Regions from separate parts of the Zea mays genome. Here region 1 is linked to region 2. Evidence: chromatin contacts called from public Hi-C data. All regions are on one chromosome and are shown on one strand. Each heading gives the region's core, a stretch centred on a gene start, on an enhancer-like site or on the middle of the called end of the contact. The rest is flanking DNA. Distances are from core to core; before and after follow the strand shown. Region 1 holds the start of LOC541815 (non-symbiotic hemoglobin). Region 2 holds the start of LOC100285558.

Region 1 (6,877 bases), core at 3,841-6,340, 530 kb after region 2:
GACCTGTCTGAGCTAGTTGTTTCAGAGGTGGTTACCATCTATTTACTTTGTCGTGTTTTCTTCCCTAAATGCCATGTGTCCGTATAAGAATGTCAATATAGTTTGTGATACCTCTTGGGTGCTCTCAAGGATGGTAAAAGAGCTCATACCTAGGCACCAGATATTGCTTACTCACTGCTGCATGCCTATCACAATCCCTCATGTTGCTGTAAACGCTGTTGAGTAAAACATTTGTTATTGCCCTCCAGTGCAATCCAATCAGGTGGGGGGAGTCTCGTCCCCCACCGTGACCTGTCAAAGAAAAAAAAGAGAAAGCCTCTATGATTAGCACAATTCACTCTTGTAATTTATGTGTGATGATTTTTCTACCTGTTTTTTTTTCATACTTACGCATGCTAGTTCTGCAGGTCCGAGTCCTTGAAAAGCGACTGGATGATCAATTCGTCATGCGCCGTGCTCTTGAGAAAGCACTAGGTTACAAGCCTTGTGCTGTTCATGCATCAAGTGTGAACTGCATTCCAGAGGTGAAAGTTCATATGGACGAGCTAAAAAAAATAGGGGGGGGGGGGGGGGGGGGGGGGGAGGGGGGGTACCATGATATTGTGGTGTTTCACTTCCTCATCATGATATGTTTTCTTCCGAAGACAAGAGTTTTCACTTAACACATAGCCTCTTTCTTTCTTTCTTCCATGCCATCTCAGCCGACTGAGGAGCTAATCAAGGAGATCGCAGTGCTCGAGCTAGAGGTCATATGCTTGGAGAAACATCTCCTGACACTATACCGAAAGGCATTTGAGCAACAATTGTCCCCTGTGAACTCTGCTTGTGACGCGGAAAATAACAAGCAGCCAGCAAGGTCTTTTTCAGGCATACTATCTGAAGCTTCAGTGCTCAGTTTCTCGACCCCAAGGAAGCATCAGCCAGTCCAGTCCAGTCGAATGGTCCTGGCACGCAAGTCCACGCCTACAGCTTCTACAAGCGAGGCTAGCAGTGAAAAGATCAACATCGGACGCAGCCATTCCTCGCTCCTGCACCGTTCTGTCAGGGTGTCTCCATCCGCAAACAATCTTGCTAGAGCTCTGAAACCATGTCATACTTCACCTCTATCTTTTGTTGAGGTACAGAATGATATATCTGAAATCTCTTTGGTTCCAAAGTACTTCAATAGGTTTGCTGCAGGGCTGAGTTAGTGGTACATTCTGTCTTGAACTATAAGGGATTATTATAGCTACTATGCACCTGGACAGAGCCGTAGTCCCTTATATTTTATAGGATGAAGGCAGTACATGTTGTATGGTAGTAGCAAATTTGACGTGCTGAAATCCATCCTAACATAATCTGGGCCGATATGAGCAGGAAGGGAAGTGCATGGAGCCTGGAGTTGTGAGCTTGGCGGACATCTTGGGGACCAGGGTTGCGGACCATGTTCCTCAAACGCCCAACAAGATATCCGAGGACATGATCAGATGCATCGCGGCCATATACATAAGGCTGAGAGACGTCCCTTCCGCCGCCGCGCAGCATGCCTTCTTCCCCTCACCGTGCTCGTCCTTCTCTTCAGCAAGCGGACTGTCTTCCAAATACACTGCAGATGTATGGAGTTGGAGCCCCAGGTGCAGGAGAGAGAGCTTCACTGAGGCGTGGCAGGTGCAGGACAACGAGCTAGGCCTAGGCGGTGGTGAAGCAAGGGACTCGGGGCTGCAGTACGATTCTGTGATAGAGGTGTCTGCTCTTTGCAAGGGCGATCAGAGGTCCGCTGACGTTAAGGACATGCTGCGCAAGTATATGTGAGTATTTGCCATATCATTTTTTTTCTCAGGGGTCAGTGAGTACAAGTATTTGCTGACTAGCTGCAGGTTCCACTCTGTAGGTCACTTGTACAGCTTCTAGAAAGTGTCGACCTCGGTGGAATGAAAAACGAGGAGAAGCTTGCTTTCTGGATCAACGTGCATAACGCGATGATGATGCATGTAAAACTGTTTTCTTGCCCTGAGGTGAACATTGAGGCCGAGATGGAGTTCGCTCTGAACATTTCTTCTTCCTCTTCTTTTTTTCAGGCCCATATAGAGTACGGGATCCCACAGAGCAACAGCAAAAGGATACTGCTTACCAAGGTGGAAAGACCTCGTCGAATTATATATAAATCTCAAGCTGGCTTGAGCTTATTGAGTCTGACGACATGTTTTGGGGCCGCAGGTATCCTACATCGTTAGTGGCCAGAGAGTAAACGCGGAGCTGATAGAGTACCAGATCCTGTGCTGCCGAGCACACTCTTCTGGACAGGTCTGTTCCTTCCGCCTTCTGCCTCCCTCTCCCTCCTGTATGATGTTTATCCTAACACCCGGTCAGTCGATTCATGCTGTGATTTCTTCTGAATGAACCATACAGTGGCTTCGGCTGCTGCTCCACCCGAAATGGAAGTCCGGCAGGGACAGGGACGAGGAGCTGCAAGGCTTCGCCGTGGATCGGCCCGAGCCTCTGGTGCACTTCGCACTGTCCTCCGGTAGCTACTCGGATCCAGTGGTAGGTAGCACGTAGGCAGGCTTCATCAAACGCACACCCAGTAGTACGGCCGGTACCCACCAAATTCCAACGAGACGCGCACATACATCACGTACGGCACGAAAACTCCGATGCATTCATCTCCTTCAATCCAACTGTACCCTTCCAGGTGCGGCTCTACAGCCCCAAGAGCCTGTTCCAGCAGCTGGAGGCGGCGAAGGAGGAGCACATCCGCGCCAACGTCGCCGTCGGCGTGCGCGGGCGGGGGCAGCGCAAGATCATCCTCCCCAGGGCCCTGGAGCTGTACGCGAGGGACGCCGGGCTGGGTGCGCAGGAGGTGGTGGCCGCGGTCGCGTGCCACCTGCCCGACGGCCTCCGGGACGCCGTGCGCCGGAGCCCGCCGGCCGGGCGGGCGCGCGGCGGCGTGGAGTGGAAGCCCCACAACCTGGCGTTCCGGTACCTGCTGGCCAAGGAGCTGGTCGGCGGGTCGCCCGCGTGCGGGCGGCAGCAACTTAAGAAATGCGGCCCCCCGATCGGTGCGCCGCTGCGTGCTGATCGGTGATCCGTCAGCAGATCGCCGTGGGTCCGTGGCCGTGCCGAGCCGAGCCCGAGGTGCGGTGCGGGGGTATCAGGGTCTGTATGTACAGAGGGAGATGGACAGGAAGATGATCTGAATAGTGTGCGCTCTGCTGTAGCTAGTTTGGATCATTCTGATTGGATGGGATTGAAATGAATATGAGTGTATCCTAACTTGCCCTCAATCCCATGAAAAATAAGTGTATCCAAATTAGCCTTCAAGTGTGAATAGTGCCACATGAATTCTTACCTTAGGACTTGTTTAGGAGCTGTTTAGGAGCTAGAGGAATGAAGAGAATTAAAAAGGCTAAAATCATTTTGATATTTAATTTTAAATAAAGAGAGGATTTTAATCTCTCTAATCCTTTCTATTCCTCTTGCCCGTAAACATGCCTTACTTGCCACTTGGAACGCAATAAATCCGAAAGAAGCTTTAGAGAACCTCTAAAATTAATAGTTAGCTCTAAAATTAATAGTTAGCTATTAAACAATAGTTGTTAGGTTCCAAACATCATCAGTTAATACCGTAGCTAATTGTTAGCTATTTTATAACTAACAATTAATTTATTAGCTGGCTTAATCTAGCTAGCTCTAGGTCTAGGGTTCCAACCAAGTATCTTAGGTAGTGTTTGGTTGAAGAGTCAAGTAGAATGGAACCGTTCTGTTTCAGTTTTGTTGCTGTTTGGTTACAAAGTAACTAGAACAGAATGACTCCAATTAGGGAATATTTTCCTCAGATCCGGAACCATTCCGCTCCAAAAAATCAACCGGACGGAGCCGCTCCGTTCCCATCTCGCTCTCACAGTCACGCTCCGTTCCGTTCACTCTGCAACCAAACAAAAAACAGAGTCGCTCCGTTCCAGATTACCAAACACAGAACAGAGTGGCTCCGTTTCATAGAATCAGGAATGGAACGACTCCGTTCTACTTGACTCCTCAACTAAATACTACCTTACATAGCAGTTCGCACAAACCAGGGGCGTGTTCGACTGGCTACAAGCCGACACTGTTGCAGCTGTTTGGACTGCTGCAGCTGCAATCCATAGAGAGAAAAATACTGTAGAAGCCGCAGCCGGATTGCAGCCGCAGCAAGCCGCAGCGAACAAGCTGCAACTCGTTTCCGTTGGAGGAATCAGGAACGTTTCCACGTTCCATTAAATTCCAGGGCCTGGTTTCCACGTTTCCGCTGTACAAGATACCGTCCAGACCTGACCAGCTGGAAACTGGCCCAGGAGCAGGAAAAAAAAGGCCCGGACACTTTGCCAGGCGTTGTCGGAACGTCCCGTCGATGTTCGGAAACGAGCACGACCCGTCGACTCCTGCTTCTTGGCGGAGAAGAAAGGGGACGACGAGCGAGCGTTTTGACTTTGATTTCCTCGCTAAAACCGGCCGCTGTTTTTGCTTTCCGCGCGAGCCGCCCACGTTATTGACTGACGCTGGTGCGAGAGCGCTGCTGCCTCTGCGGTTGCCGTCTGCGCTCCAGTGGTAGCCGAGAATATTGTTAGGTCCGTAGGATCAGATTTGCTACGTACTAAAAAAATTCCTTAAACTTTAATTGTGTATTTTTTTTAAAAAAAATTATAGCATTTATCAGCAACAAAACTCTAAAAACATGTTTAGTTCGCTGCTTAATTTATCACATATTGTCTAAATTTTATATATAAATTATTTAATTCGAACGACTAACCAGAACCCAGACCTACAATAAATTTGCCCCCGCTGCTGCGCTCCCCAGCTCCCCAAGTCCCTAACCCGCCCTCGCTTTGTCGCCGCGGCACACGGTTTTGGCCGTGGACAGGACAGTTGCACCCTAGCCCCATTGGCCGATTCCGAGCTAGGAAGGAGTATATGCGTATCGGTAGTAACCGAGGAGCAACGCAACATGTCCACAGCCCGCGCGCTGGTAACGGGTCCATGCGTCTTGGCTCATCAGGTGCCCCAAGGGACGCCCTCGCCCGGTCTGACCCACCTATATAAACTTAAAACTTGTGCCCCAACATCATCAGTTCGTATCACACCCAACCTCCCACTGTAAAAAAGAGCAGCGGAACGTGCGTGCATCCATCCATCCATCCATTTCCAATCCCAATCCCAATCCCACCAGTGTCCAGTGCTCGGGGAACCGACACAGCTCCTCAGCAGAGTAGCCAGCACGACAAGCCCGATCAGCAGACAGCAGGCATGGCACTCGCGGAGGCCGACGACGGCGCGGTGGTCTTCGGCGAGGAGCAGGAGGCGCTGGTGCTCAAGTCGTGGGCCGTCATGAAGAAGGACGCCGCCAACCTGGGCCTCCGCTTCTTTCTCAAGTACGTACGTTTCCGTGCCGCTGGCTGGTGCTGGTGCTGGTGCTGGTGCTGGTGCCTGCGTTTGGGTTGCACCGGCGGCCATCGCAATTCGCACCTAGCTAGCTGCTCCTTGTCTAACGGGGGCGCCGCCCGCCGTCCGCTCCTGCCGCAGGGTCTTCGAGATCGCGCCGTCGGCGAAGCAGATGTTCTCGTTCCTGCGCGACTCCGACGTGCCGCTGGAGAAGAACCCCAAGCTCAAGACGCACGCCATGTCCGTCTTCGTCATGGTACGTACGTTCTCATGCTAGCTCCCACGCTAGCTAGCATCGATCGATCGATCGAGATGTGATGATCGAGCGGCAAAAAGGACTGACTGACAGGACTGTGTGTCTCTCGCTGTCATTGTCAATGCTGCTGCAGACCTGCGAGGCGGCGGCGCAGCTTCGCAAGGCCGGGAAGGTCACCGTGAGGGAGACCACGCTCAAGAGGCTGGGCGCCACGCACTTGAGGTACGGCGTCGCAGATGGACACTTCGAGGCAAGTCAAAACCGCCCGCCCAACATGTCAATTCACCTCTATTCCTGACTCTGGCTTGGAAAGGCAGCAAGAACGAAAGCATTGAGATTGAAACACGCGCTTGAATACATACAGGTGACGGGGTTCGCGCTGCTTGAGACGATCAAGGAGGCGCTCCCCGCTGACATGTGGAGCCTCGAGATGAAGAAAGCCTGGGCCGAGGCCTACAGCCAGCTGGTGGCGGCCATCAAGCGGGAGATGAAGCCCGATGCCTAGTAGTGGCGATTGCGACCAGTGTTTAACCCATGACGCAGCGCCGTCACAGATGTCCCGTGTGGTCTTGCGCTTTAGCAATTTCTCTCTGGAGGGAGCGTGTATTGTTATCTTGTGATCGAGAGCCTGTGTGCTGCCTTTGCTTCTTGTGATTATATAGCTACTGAATAAAGATGTAGCGTTCTTCAGCCTGTTACATCGAATTCAAAAAGATTCTATTTCGTTACTAGAACAAATGCTTCGTTAAAATTATTCCCACTTTTCGAGCTTTTATGAAAGGGAAAACAAAATAATGAAAGGTTATGTAGCGATATTCTCAAAAGTTGGAAGTAATTATGTAAATATATATCCTATAGTATTTCGATATCCTTCGGTGAGCAATGACTGAGCAATAACTAGTGACCAATATATCTGTAGCTAGTTGGGCCGACAATCCTAAACTAAAGAGTACGCTTGCTATTCGCACGCATAGGTGGACCTCACATAGGAAGGCCCACGTACAGCCCAACCGAGAGAACAGGTATCCTACCAGCGGTTGCAAAAGGGGGAAAAATTTTTCTGGGCAGAGGTAAACCTGACTTTTATGGTATATAGTCAGCTGCACGTGTATTGCTATGATTTCTATATATCATATATAGGTAGACATTGTTTTAATAAAACACAAAAAACATGTGTTTTGTTGGATAAGTGGGTGCGAATAAGAAGTTGACAACTAAGATATGAAC
Region 2 (6,627 bases), core at 2,413-4,912:
GGGGGATAAGCCACGTGTAATGGTGGTTGTATACAAAGGCTGACCTTCCGCAGCGTATAGAACGATTCGAGGTACTTGCACAGGGAAGATGCGTCGTGGAGATTGCGGAGAGGCTTGAGAAGATTACGTAGGACAACGATGTCGGATAATGCAACAGTCATTCCTCCACCAGTTAAAGGGTGTCTCATATTGAAGGCATCCCCCATCAGAAGTGCGCCAGGGGTAGGAAGTGGAGCCGCTGGCATGCTCCTGTTTGGCATTGTTCTTATGCTTCCCTTATCAATGGCCGCTATGAAAGAGTCATAGATTTCTGGAGGAATCTAACAAAATAAAATTATCCATTATGACATTCATGTTGCAAAAAAAAGTTGTCAGGAGAAACTGCAATAAGAAAAAGGATCACTGCTATTTTTTAAAAAAGGAAGAACTACCTGGGGTGCAACGACGGTTTTGAGATAATTTGCCATTTCACCGCTAGCTATGGAAGGCACCTTCTGACCTGGGACATCAACCAAACAGCGCACCTCTGTGCTGCTAATTGGGTAAAATAGTATTGGCGAAGGATTGGCCAAGATAACATGGCCATGGTTTGGATGTGGAAGTTGGCAATTCTCCAATACCAGCCCAATAAAACATGATGGAACATCAACCTAAGCACATATCTCCATTAACATCCACAAGGCACAAAATTTAGCAATAAGTATATTGCAGGTATAGTGTAAAGGGTGTGTACTTTTGGAGAGCAAAGGGCACGCCGTAGATTTGAAAAGCAGCCATCACATACAATCGTCAAGGGCGCATAAGCTTTTAGTTCTTCACCTGACTTGGTTTTGTATTGAACACCTTTAACAGTACCATTTTCTTCGAGAAGTGATGTAACAGTTCCTTGTTCTAATTGAACACTGGATGAACACAACAGAGCGTCAAAATTAACACATGTTACATGCAGATGTGGTTGCACAAATAATTCGATATGTGCAAAGCTTAGACATGTCAAATCGAGAATTGAAAAGGGGAAAAAACATGAGAACTATAACACACTAAACAAAGAGCACTAATCAAGAACTTTTAACAAATTATAGGTGTCAATGCAGTAAAGTAACTTACAATACCATTCTTACAGTTAACCTTAGCAAAAGAACGAAACAATCAAACACAAGAGTACAGTACAAAAAAATAAGCAAGAATATAGCAAAGTAAGAAAAATCCATAATAATTACTGATATTACTTGGGCAAAGACGCAGCTTTCTGACGCATCCTCTGTATAAACCTCCCATTGTGAAAGCTCCTACCAGCAACATCAGAATGGAACTTCTCTAAGGGATAAGCAAGCTTTGTGTTTCTTCCATCTTTGAATAATGCGTAACCAAGCACACGTTGGGCATCAATTTCTTCCACACAATCTGAATTGAACGAAAACTGGTATAATAACTTTAGAAATGGCACGAAAATAGAATAATATAACTAAAATTGGGATTTACCTTGGAGGCCTAACTCAATTAATTTCAAGTAACCTCCAGGTTGCAACAGCTCGCCCACAATTCTGTCAGGTTCTGTCAGATCCCTCTCGATGACATGCACCCGGCGGCCATCCTACATTCCCAACAAACAAAGTAGATTAAAATAAATAGAGGAGATGAAACAATATAATACAATAGAGAGAATCCACATGAAACTAACTCGGTTCTTACTCCAATAAATGCAAATATGCATTGGAAAAAAATAAATCATTTAGCATGCCTTCAAGCCTAATTGGATTACTATTGAAGTTTGGATAGTACTAGTATACTCTCCTATAGACAGCTGGGTATACAAGATAAAAGGTTGTTTAACATGGTCTCAAACATATGTAGCCAGCTAAAACAATTTCTGTCCAGGGCTTTCTTGCTCATAAGTCATAACTTGACAAAAGGATTAGTGTATAAAAAAATCCCATGGAAGGAATATTTCATATGGGTAAGGATATTTATTGGTTGCTTTGTATCATACATATAACCATTTCTGATGTGAATATTATCTGCAAACAAATGGAAAATAGTCAATTCAAGTAACAGGACAAGGCCACATTTTCGTTTTGATGTTACATCGCTCTCAGAGTAGCTTGGAGTCATGTGCAGTTAATTTGGTCAGCAGAATTGATTGGAGAATTCTCTTTTCTTTGACCTAAACTAGTTTGTCAATTCATTAATGTTGAGAAAGGGCACATCAGTACAGTGTTGAATCAACTGCCATGTACGTTCATAAAAAAATTAGTAAGGTCCTCCAGCAACATTTTCTTCAAGGTAAACTTACAATTTCAACATAGCACTTTGAAAAATATTAAGCATGCCTAGTCATTTTACTATACAGAATTGTTCTTAGTGTCCGCGATCAAGAGAACTGATGTTTGAGGCTTAAACGTATAATCTTCCTTGGCTGTTGCTTTATCCCTCCTCGCCCCTCTGTCTTTCATTCTCCATCCAAAAAGGCTGTGGCTAAGAATTGACTAGTTCATTACAGGGTGTTCAGGTATTGCAAAATGATTTAGGCCCTGTTTGGAAGCAACCTAGTTTTTTAGAATCCAATTTTTATCTTAGTTTTTTAGAAACTGTTTTATGAAGGAAAAATACTGGTTTATGGTGTTTGGAACCACCTCAATTTTCATAAACTGGTTTTAGCTAGGGAAGGCTAGCTTCTTGTTTTTAAAGAAACTAAGAATCCAGTTTCTACAAACTAGGATATAAATTAATGTTTGGAACTACATCAGTTTTTATGAATAAGTTTCTTATAAACTGGGTACTTCCAAACAGACCCTTAATTGGAGAAGGGAAAATTCTCCATTATCAGTTGGACGACAACAAAATTTGGCAGCGCCTAACTGCCATAAGCCACACAAACTCCATGTCCAAAAAAGGAACAGTGACACCGACAGAAACCTCACTTTCCACAGACACAGCAAACATGCAAAATTCACCAACGTAGTTGCAACAAAACCACAATATCTTCTGTTTCTGAATCTACCTCTGAGACATATGAACAACCGTGATCAGAACCGTCAGAAAGAAAATTGGATGTCTTTAATAATAAAATAATAACTAAGTAAAAGCATGCAAAAACAGGACCTAAGTTGTTCTTGGGTCTGCAAGCAATTCATGCCAAAAAAAAAAGTTCTTCACGCCCAGCTAGCAGTACGCAATTTAAAATACGATACTGCCGATTTTTTTTCAATATAAAAACTCTCAACTTTTAGTCATCTAGTGGAACCATGCCAAAAAAGATGAGACAAGGGAAACCACCTTTCCGAGCGTGTACGCCAGCGCAGATCCAGCCACTCCGGCGCCGACGATGATGACGTCCGTCCCGACGTCGGGACCCGCGCCGTCACCGACCGCGCAGCCTGCCTCCGGCGCGGGTTTCCCTTCCACCGGAGGCGCCTGGGCCCGGGCCCGGGCCCGGCGGCGGCGCCCCAGCACGGCCGCAACAAGGACCGCCACGATGAGCGTGGCCGTGGCAGCGCCAATGAGGTGGAGCCCGACGCCGCCAGCGGCGGCCATAGCAGCCATGCTGCAATGAGGCCGCCTCGTGTCGCTCCCTGGGACCTTGCGGTGCGCGGCGCGTTTGCGGCCTTGCGTGTGGGGGCTTCTTCAGGGTTGCGAGGGGGGCAGGGAGGGAGAGGAGAGCGGTTTGATGCGTCTGGGGCGAGGCGTAGGCGGGGCAGAGAGAGAGGAACGATGGGACGAGGCGTCTCTTCGAGATTCTTCCGCGTTTTATATGGGAGGAGAGCTGGAGAGGAGGAGGTTGAGGCCGCTCCGCTCGCCGCCAAGTCTGCATCGCTGGCCGGCGGGCTTGGCTTAGCTGGATTTTTCTGAATTCCTACAAATTTGTATGCAGGCTTCATTTTCTGCTTACGAGCAACGTGGCCGTATGCTGCACGGGAAGTACGCTTTATTGGACCGTCACATAAATAATTTGAGACTCAGAGATTTTTTTCTAATAATTTGTAATATGTTGTAGTACACTTTGCAATCGAACTCTACACCAATGGTTGACACGTCTTAAAGTCGGACTTCGTACCGCATTTCTATATAATAATAAAGAATACTGTCCGGTTGCCACATTTCTTCTATACAATGCTGGATGGGTCCAGAGATCTGGAGTGAAGTGATATTTGGAAATTAAAAATTCGGAGCCCCAGTTGTGTACGTGACAGTACAACCAACCATACGTACGTTTCGTCTATTAAAGATCCAAAAGTCTATCCTGTCCCTTCTATTGTATATCCCCTACCTGCACCGCCAGCGACGATCACTGGTCAACATTTCGTCACACGAGTAGAAAAGAAGCGGCCGCGTGGTGGGGCCGCGCCATCACGTGCACTGCAGCCGCATCATCGACGCACTCACTCGATCCGTCCAAAAACGATTTTCGTTTTTTTTTGTTAGAACACAATTGTCATATTTGTTAAGAGTAATAGTCGAGATCTGTAAAAATTGAGTAACAGTTAGTTAAATTTATATCTAAATGCGGGAATGCAATTTGGATTGATATATTAGTTTTTTTACTAGATGTATGCCTGTACTTACTTGGGGTCACGAATTATTGTTCACATGTTTTGACGGAGGTTTTGTTTACTTTTTTTATAAAAAACTAATAAACTGTTTTGCATCGAAACAATAACTGTTCCTGAACCATTCCAGTCTTGCATATTTCTTTCTTTAGTTACTATTTATCAACTAAAAGTCATATTCCGCTTCTATTTCTCTTTTTGCACGTACGTCACGCGCAGTCCTCCTCGTACGTCAGGCCAAGGCCAACATGCATGCGAAGGATTGTCGTGATGACGTCGGTGTTTGTCTCCACCAGCATCGTCCACAGGAACGGCCCGGCGACGATCGAGCAGCGCGCTGTCGTCGGCTCTGTCCGCCGCGGCTGCATCAGCTCGGCGAAGGCCGACCAGCACCGCCCACCACCGTGGAACTACGCGCTCACAGGGTCCCGCAGCGGCAACGACTAACCGGGTATGGACCACCAAGCCATGAAGCTTGTCTGTCTGTGTCCGAGCAACGGCTCTGTCCGACGCTCTCGCCGGATGCACCATCTCAAGACGCACGAACAGCGGCGCCGACGTGGACAATTTGACACCACGCGCACGAGCTCGATTGTATATACATGCTTATATTTCCTTTGTTTATACTTTTTTCGCACACGTGCTCTTTATATCATCTTTCGTAGATTAAGCGAGAAAAAAATGTCAAGTAAAATACAACCTTACGATAAGTGGCGAAGCTAGAATAAAATTAAGGAAAGTGCAATTAGTCTAGTGGATGCATACTAATTTTTTCTAAGGTGTATATATGGTGAAACTTTAGCTGTATCCATAGAGTTTGCATTTTTGAGGGGGTGCATTTGCATCCGCTAGGTACAATCTAGTTGCGCCCATGCGTATGAGTACAAGCTTTCCTCGTTTTATCTCACACACGTCTTTGATCCTAGACTTTACACGAACGCATGACATGACGGTATCCTCAAACAACATATGTCTGTTCGTTGTGGCTTATTTTATTTCGAAACAATTTCTACTTTTCTACTGTATTTTTGTGTCTATAAAGTGTAGTTATAGCAGTCGAATAGCTAATTTTAAACCACAGCGAACTTAACCTGCCCACGCCCCCACCTACATTAGATAACCGCAGGTCTCAATCCGATAGCTTCCTGACCGAATTCACGACAAAGCTGACCACGAAAACCATCGCACCCTGCCAGTCAGGCGGTCACTCTCATATCTCATCATCATTGGCCATCGCCTCCTCCTCGCCCGTCTCCACACCTCTGCGATGAGGTCGTCACGGCGAACGATGCCGTCGTCCATGCTTCTGTGACCGACATGGTGCACAATATAGAAGGGAAAGGGATATTGGTTTTCCCACGAGCAATATATACAACGGTAATACTTTGAAATTACTACTATCATAAATATATGACACCATTGATTTTTTTAGAAAACTTTAATCACTAGTTCTATTAAAAAATAATGAGTTATCATTTTGTTTGTGATTTGTTTTATCATTTAAGGTACTTTGTGTTGTACTTAAAATTTTATATTGTCGAATAAATATTTTGAATAAGACGGGTGATCGTTATATATTTGTCAAATATATTTGTGAACGTCCGCTCATAGCAGTAGCCGGTAGACAGTAGTTGATAGTGGGGCAGCTGCACAGTTGTACCGCGCTTTCCACGTCTTTTGCCCCTCTTGTTCGGTGGACATCACGTGGAAAAAAGCGAACCGGACGAGCGAACAAGTACTCCAGGCCAATAAGCGCGAGGACCGTGAGCCCGGCACGAAGCACGCTATTTGGATCCTGTCCGAGTTCGGTATGGTCCGGTTTTATGCGGGTCTGGGCTGGCCTGGCACGAATAAGCGGGCCGGGCTCGGACAGAAAACTAGACACGGTGAGCTAGCCCGGCACGACCCGTTTAACTCTAAGTCCGTTACATCTGTTTTTTTTTACACTAAAACGTGCTTACCGGCACGCATAGCCCGCTTTTTTCGTGCTAAACAGGCCGGGCCCGCTGCAGGCTGGGCTCGGATAGAAAATTGAGCCCACGTGGTTAGACGGTGAAGCCTGATTTTCTAACCGTGTCTG

The links. Hi-C and Micro-C count contacts between places; a contact is called where the count stands out from the background.
Region 1: a Hi-C map of endosperm shows a contact between it and region 2, with 2.0 times the contacts expected there. The contact joins the promoter of LOC541815 here to the promoter of LOC100285558 in region 2. A contact is called at or near these places in 2 of 25 Hi-C or Micro-C datasets (endosperm and tassel).

What each region holds. Positions count from the first base shown.
Region 1 is chr9:151,550,012-151,556,888 of Zm-B73-REFERENCE-NAM-5.0, forward strand. LOC541815 (non-symbiotic hemoglobin) reads left to right here and starts at 5,091. Exons shown (of 4, transcript NM_001111496.2): 1 at 5,091-5,384; 2 at 5,536-5,650; 3 at 5,784-5,900; 4 at 6,015-6,340. The coding sequence starts at 5,260. The coding sequence ends at 6,155. It overlaps LOC100383877 (Electron transporter), which reads left to right. Exons shown (of 11, transcript NM_001346589.1): 4 at 408-524; 5 at 702-1,118; 6 at 1,357-1,787; 7 at 1,871-1,970; 8 at 2,058-2,114; 9 at 2,197-2,283; 10 at 2,389-2,523; 11 at 2,672-3,153. The coding sequence ends at 3,064.
Region 2 is chr9:151,019,878-151,026,504 of Zm-B73-REFERENCE-NAM-5.0, forward strand. LOC100285558 reads right to left here and starts at 3,663. Exons shown (of 8, transcript NM_001372303.1): 1 at 3,277-3,663; 2 at 1,483-1,594; 3 at 1,230-1,404; 4 at 734-902; 5 at 432-650; 6 at 45-320. The coding sequence starts at 3,543.